Linked DNA regions of Sus scrofa: region 2 is linked to region 1. The links are chromatin contacts, called in public Hi-C maps. All regions are on one chromosome and are shown on one strand. Each heading gives the region's core, a stretch centred on a gene start, on an enhancer-like site or on the middle of the called end of the contact. The rest is flanking DNA. Distances are from core to core; before and after follow the strand shown. Region 1 overlaps C6H16orf74. Region 2 overlaps GSE1 (genetic suppressor element 1).

The links. A called contact is a pair of places that touch in the nucleus more often than the background predicts.
Region 2: a contact with region 1 is called in a Hi-C map of fetal liver, with 2.5 times the contacts expected there. The contact joins two enhancer-like sites. A contact is called at or near these places in 1 of 5 promoter capture datasets (fetal liver), 6 of 47 Hi-C or Micro-C datasets (alveolar macrophages, embryonic fibroblasts, fetal liver and 2 more) and 1 of 2 datasets of contacts at active chromatin or transcription factors (skeletal muscle).

The regions. Positions count from the first base shown.
Region 1 is chr6:3,198,438-3,201,633 of Sscrofa11.1, forward strand. The region is part of intron 6 of C6H16orf74; the gene reads left to right. Among named protein-coding and RNA genes, the nearest start is that of GINS2, 19 kb to the right of the region's middle. Within about 2 kb of position 1,769, at least 16 of the 83 cell types and tissues checked have an H3K27ac peak or open chromatin away from gene starts, as enhancers often do. A contact at or near this core is called in fetal liver, where this site is marked.
Region 2 is chr6:3,524,711-3,527,906 of Sscrofa11.1, forward strand. All of the region lies in intron 1 of GSE1 (genetic suppressor element 1), which reads right to left. Among named protein-coding and RNA genes, the nearest start is that of GSE1, 130 kb to the right of the region's middle. Within about 2 kb of position 1,626, at least 33 of the 83 cell types and tissues checked have an H3K27ac peak or open chromatin away from gene starts, as enhancers often do. A contact at or near this core is called in fetal liver, where this site is marked.

The DNA.
Region 1 (3,196 bases), core at 519-3,018:
CAATCTCTAGAGACATTTTGTGTTGTCACAGATGGTGGGAGCTACAGCATCTAGAGGCCAGGGACCTGCTCACACCCTCCAATGCACAGGACACCCCCCACACACCCAAGAAGAGTCCAGCCCCAGCATCAGCTGTGCCCACGCCCAGGCCCATGGCTGACCCTTGGCCAGGCAGGTGCCAAGGGCTTTGCAGATGCTCTTGAACCTCAGCTCTCAGTCATCCTCTGAGGGCCAGGAGCAGGGCTCGCCCACGGCCCAGGAAAGGCAGGGGAGGAGCCCTTGCTGCATGGCTGGGGTCCCAGAGGCCCCCGAGGGGCTGGGGCCACGGCGAGTGTTAGGACCTGGCAGGGCTGGCCGGGAGGCCAGACTGCGGCTGCTGCCTAGCGGGGAGGTGGATGCTTCCCGCCTCTCTGTGGCTCCTCCTCCCGGGTTCTCTGCAACAGCTCATCCCTGACGCAAGCTGGGGCTTTTTCCTTAATTAAAAAGAGATTTAAAACATCCCCTGCCGTCTCCATTGGTCCCAGGCTGCCTCGAAAAGGTAAAACCCCCACCCGCCCTGGCCTCATTCCTAATAATGTAAGGCTTTCCGCCTTAATTGGAATTTAGGAAAAAAAAAAAAAAAGATGAAGTGCATCTGGAACCCTCGGAGGCATTTGTCAGTTTGTTTTTGAAAGACGTGCCCTAAATCCAGTCACCTGGTCATCTTCGAGGAATTAGTGTCGGCCTCACCCAGACTCCGCCCGGCCCCAGGGCCTTTGTGTGTGCCAAGGCTGCCCACGCCCTCCCTCCCGACGCTCTCAATCAGCCCCCTCCGGGAAGCCTTTTCTGACCCCCTCCCACCTCCCTCCTTCGTGCTGCTCCTCCCACTGTCTGCTCCTTCCTCCTCCCATCACTGACTCAGACTCTGGAAGGCATTGGCTTTCTAGTCCCTGAGTCACCTCCCCTGTGACTTCCCTGTGCCTCAGTGTACCCGTCTGGAAGATGGGCCTCCTTGGGCGGACCATTTGGATGCCTGCAAAGTGCCCACACAGCCCCCAGCCTCTCAGCTCACTGTCCTCACAGCTCAGGAGCGTGGGCCCCTCCCGACAATGGCATGGCTCACAGGGGACCCTCCCTGTTATTTTTTTCCAGTCTTTTCTGTACTTTGGGGGGGGGTGTCCCAGTTTGCTGCTGGGGTCAGAAGCACAAGGTGAAGGCAGGCGGTGTGTGGGGGGAGCAGCGGAGAAACGTGCGATGAGACTGTCTTGGTCTCTGCTGCGTCCCCAGCACCTGGGAGGATGCCCAGCACGCAGTAGGTGCACAATAGGTGCCTGTTGCCTGGGCCCGGCGCTGTGCTGGGGGGGCAGGGAGAATCCCCTCACCCTGCAGGTGGACAGGCGGGGCTGGCGGAGTCCCGGAGGCAAAGCAGGACTGAGGGTCGGATTCAGTTTGTCCTCCTTGCTGAGCCCGTGGCCCTCCCAACCCGATGAGGAAAAGTGTCTCCGGGTGTTAGGGTGGAACCAGAGGCCTCTCGTCAGAGTCACTCCACAGCAGTGTTGAACCCCCTGGCGCTGTGACTGCAGGAATGACACCTGCACTCAGTAGATGCTCGGAACTGGCTGAATCGGTGAACACGCGCTAAGGTTAGAGTCTATGCTATTAATAACGCCTGGCATTTACTGAGCCTGTGCTGCAAGGCCGGCCAGGTGGCTTCCTCACCTGCAAAATGCACCTAATGAAGTCGCAGTGAGGACTTCAAGTGTGGCTCTGAAGCCTCTCAGCGCCCCCTGCAGGTGGGAACTATTAACCACCCCAATTTTGCAGGCGAGGGAGGAATCGAGGCCTGGAGAAGTGGAGCCGCTGCCGGGTGGATTGACGCCCAGGTGTACGTTCGGGCCTCCCACTGCACTGCGGGCCCAGCAGGGCCACCGTGTGTGACGGTGCCTGGGGAAAGAGTGCACGTGGTCCCAGGGACATGGTCCCAGGCGGGGATTGCAAGCTGGTACCGGGGTGCGGATCGAGCGCCATTTTTATAAGAACCAGCAGAGGGCGGCCTTGAGCCACGATGCCTGCAGAGGAGCCGCACCTGCTCTAGGCTCCAGCCGGGTGTGGCTGTGGCCTCTAGATGGCCTGGGGGCCGGGAATGGTGCCAAGTCCCCAGTGCCTGGGGCATCCTGAATGGAGGACAGGCCTGGCTCAGGGCTTCTGAGCAGTGGTGAATGATACCAGAAGGAATGAAGTGGGTGCTCAGGCCTGTAGCCACCTGGCCTCTGTGTGCCCACGTCACCTCCCTTCTCCAAACGTGTTCTCACTGGGGAGTGGCCATGACCCTAGCATCGGCCCTGAGGGATGGTATGAGGACTCATGCTGCAGTGGAAATGGTGAACTCACCCAGGGCCTGGCACGGGGATGCTTAAGACAAGGCGGCTGGTCCCCGTGGGAGGTGGCAGCAGCCTCACCTCCCCCCAGTACTCATCCCCGGGCCCCCGCCAGCTGGGCAGCCCCATGCCGTACACCCGGTATTTCCTTTCTACAAGATTGGTATCATACTAGAGTTCCTGCTGTGGCTCAGCGCGTTAAGAACCCGACTCGTATCCATGAGGATGCAGATTTGATCCCTGGCCTCACTCAGTGGGTTAAAGGATCTGGCGTTGTTGTGACCTGTGGTGTAGGTTGCAGATGGGGCTTGGATCTGGTGTTGATGTGGTGAAGGCTGGCAGCTGCAGCTCCAATTTGATCCCTAGCCTGGGAACCTCCGCAGATGCAACCCTAAAAAGACCAAAAAAAAAAAAAAAAAAAAAGATTGGTGTCATGGTTCCATCTTTCTAGCGGGGGATGCTGAGGCTCGGAGAGGAGAGCACAGGAGCCCCAGCTTGGGGCGTCTCAGCCCTGGCTTAGACTCACTCAGGAGCTTTTCTAAGTCCTAGTGGCCAGGCAAAGCAGTGAAATAAAGCTTCTCAAGGGGGAGGGTCCTCCCCCCCACTCCAGGATATTTTTAAACTTCCCAAGATGCCAGGATGGAAAACCATATACCCTGGGTAAGGGCAAAACCAGGTTTCAGAAGACGTCTGCCTGACGCCACGTGACACCACATGTGCCCCAGAGCAGAGCTTGGTCTAGGTGGGTGACAGCCCCCAGCCCGGAAGGCTCCCTGCACAAGCTCCCTGTCACCTCCCAAATCAAAATCTGGGAGTTCCCTGGTGGCCTAGGGGTTAAG
Region 2 (3,196 bases), core at 376-2,875, 330 kb after region 1:
GCCGCGGCTTGGATCTGATCCCTGGCCCAGGAACTCCATATGCTGTGGGGCGGCCAAAAGAAAAAAAAAACAAAGGAGCAAAGGAATATGACAGCGGAGGAGCCAGGGGTCCAGGCTTGGGCTCTCAGGGACAGCCCCTTGGAGGAGGGGGCCTTGCAGCACGGGCCTCTGGCGCCCCCTGGCCACACCCACGACGGGGTGGGGGGGAGTGTGTGCCCCCTGCCAGGGAGGGAAGCTGTGCCCTTGTTCTGCCCACACGCTGCAAAGCCCCCCTCCCCCAGCCCTTGTTCCTGGGGAGCCCCAGTTACAGTTTTAATGAATTCCTTGCCCTCTGATTAGCAGGTGCGGCTTTGAAAGGGAGCGCCTGGCGTTTCCCTTGCAAGGAGCCTTTAATAACCAAACCCAAGGACTCGTGGGCTGGCTGCCGCCTAATCCCCATCTGAACGGCAGGCTTAATGAGCCCTGGCACCAGCAAACCCCGTCCTGCCCTCTCCCAGCCGCCTGGAGCGCCCCTGGGGCTCGTTACCAAGCAGTTTCCGCCCTGCCGGGAGAGGCCCCAGCCGTCCAGGGGACTGAGGTCTGGGGGCCAGCATGTGCCCAGACTGGGTAGCATCCTACAGGCCACTCTGTGTCCCCGGGCCAGCAGGGCCCCCTCTCCAACACTGCCTAGCACCAACCAGAAGCCCAGGCCGTTCTGCTCTGTCCAGTGGCTGACGGATGCCCTGACACCATCTGTATGATCCTGAGTTGTCCCTGGTCCCTGGGGATGCCCGGGGGGCTGAGACCTGTATACACAGGGACATGGATCCGGCGCAGCCACCTCTGGGCTTAATCTCACTCAGCAGCCCTGGGAGGCAGGCAGTGTTAACGCCCCCTTTACAGATGACAAAATCAAGGTGCAGAACAGCCGAAGCCTTTGCTGGCAGCTAAAGGGTGGCAGAAGGCTCCAACAGGGTTGGTCGCATTCCTAGGCTCAGCTCTTGCCGCGGGGCCCAGGGAGCTGTGGGGAGGGACGGGGCAGAGTTCGAAGGTTCAAACAGCCTGTCGCCTGAATCTCTGGCCACACTAGGGGTGGGACCCACCACCGAAGCCTGTCTCATCGGAAGCTTCCAGGCCAGGGGGCCCTCCGCCACCCTCCTGCAGATCCAGGGGTCACCTACTGCGAGGCTGGGGTGGGGGTGGGGCAGCACGGAGGTCTGGAGGGTCCCCTCTGTCCCCAACCACCCCATCATCGGCGGGAGGCTGGGGGTGGAGCTGCGGGCTGGGTGGCAGCCTCGTAAATCAAGGGAGAGGCGGGGCACACAAAGACCCCCGGAGGTGAGGGGTGGCTCGGTGGCGGGGTCGGGGGGGGGGGCACCCAGGCCCCTCGCCTCTCTCCAATTCCCTCCCCAGGGTGTGCCCTGCAGGGCCCAGAGAGGGGCCTGCTCCCCGAGAAGGAATATTCTAGAACACGGGGGGTTTATTTCTCTGAAACTAAATGGATCCGCCTCGGGGTTCTGGAAGGAGGCGGAGGCACCTCCCACCCCATTTTGTGCGGCAGTTCCCTCCTCCCCTTGCTTCTGAATAGCCCGCCCGTCCGCCCAGAGCTTGAAAGGCGTTTGGAGTGTTTAGGCGGGAGAGGAGAGGCCTCTGCTGGCTTCCTTTGTTGGGAAAGGGCCCCCGCTGGGCCTTTATCTGGCTCTGCCGGCTCTTCCTGCAGCTGCTGAGACACCTCCGGCAGGAGGCTCAGGAAGCCCGCCCGCCAGGCCTCCCGTCCCTGCTGGGGTGGGGTGGGTGGGTGGGGGGTCCAGCCAGGCCAGCACCTCCGGCCCCTCCACTCCCGGGGCGGGCAAGGGGCTCAGTTTGGAAGCGGATGGGTCTGCCGGGTCTGGCCACCCCGGGTCCCCTGGCCTGGCAGGACCTGAGCTCCCTGGCATCCGTCAGGCTGGGGCAGGGTACCAAGCAGTCATTGAGCACCGGCTGCATGCAGCACCGGCCAGGTCACTGTGGGAGAGCGACGGGCAGGTCCGAGGGGCCGGCTGGGCCCTGGCCTGGGGGTCTGCTGGATTCAGGTGGCCCGGTCGTCTGAGCTGGGCACTGGGGGAGGGGCGGGGGTCCTGCCGCAAAGACGGCGGGGCCCCCTCCTCCCAGGAGCTGGCGGGCGAGCAGGAGAGAGGCCATCCCTCCGCACACCCTGATAAGCGCCAGGGAACCGGGACGGCCTGCCCGCCTCTCCGCCCCTCAGCTTCCCCCCGCTCCCCGGCCCCGTGCAGTGGGCTGTGGGGTGCAGGCCCGGTGACCTGTGAGCACCCTTCCAGCCCTGACCCTCCGGGCTGCGAGGACAGATGATATTTCCCAAAATGGGCCGCACTGCTCCCTCCCAGGCCACACGCGCGTCCAGATCGTTCCAGCTTGGCCCCCTCCTTGACGCTGGAAGGGGCAGGGGCATTGTGAGACCGGCCCTGATGGAGTCAGGGAAGTGGATGCCAGGGGGCCAAGGAGGCCTGGTCATGAGGGTGGTACAGCTTCTGCCCGGCTCTGCCTCAGGACCCTTGGTCTTAGGACCCAGCCACCCTGCTGTGCTGGGGTTGGGGAGGGCACACCGCCACACTCCCAGCCCTGCCACTGCCCGGGCCACCAGCCCTGTGGGCATGAGGGTGCCGTCTGGGAGGTGCATCCTCCAGCCCTAGTCCAGATGCGAAAGCTTGGGGAGCAGAGACGGGTCCCCCCTGCCCAGCCTCACCCGAATTGTCCATCTGTCAGCCAAAGCGGTGGTTTCCTGCTCCCGACTTCGGGGTGTCTGGTCACACAGCTGTCACCCAGATGACCGGGAGAAACCGTCCCCTGACGGGGAGCCCAGAGCACTTAGCACGTGCCCACAAATACTAGTTAATATGAGTAAATACTAGTTAGACTGACGCTAAAACATGAGTTAAACTCAGACAGGAAGTGCTTCCTAAGGGCCAGGCACTGTTCGAAGCATTTTCATTTTCCAGATTAAGAAACTGAAGCACAGAGAGGGAAAGGAACCCTCCTAAGGTCACACAGCCAGAAAGTGGGGGGAGCTGGGATCTGAACCAGGCCAGTGGCTCCAGAGTCTTCCCCTCTAACCTTTAGGTTTTACGGCCCCTCCCCAAGGGTTGGGAGGATCCCAGGTCTGGGAAAAGCCAGAATTTCCTGATGCCAGAAAAACCTGTTCTTTCCACTGAAGTGATGT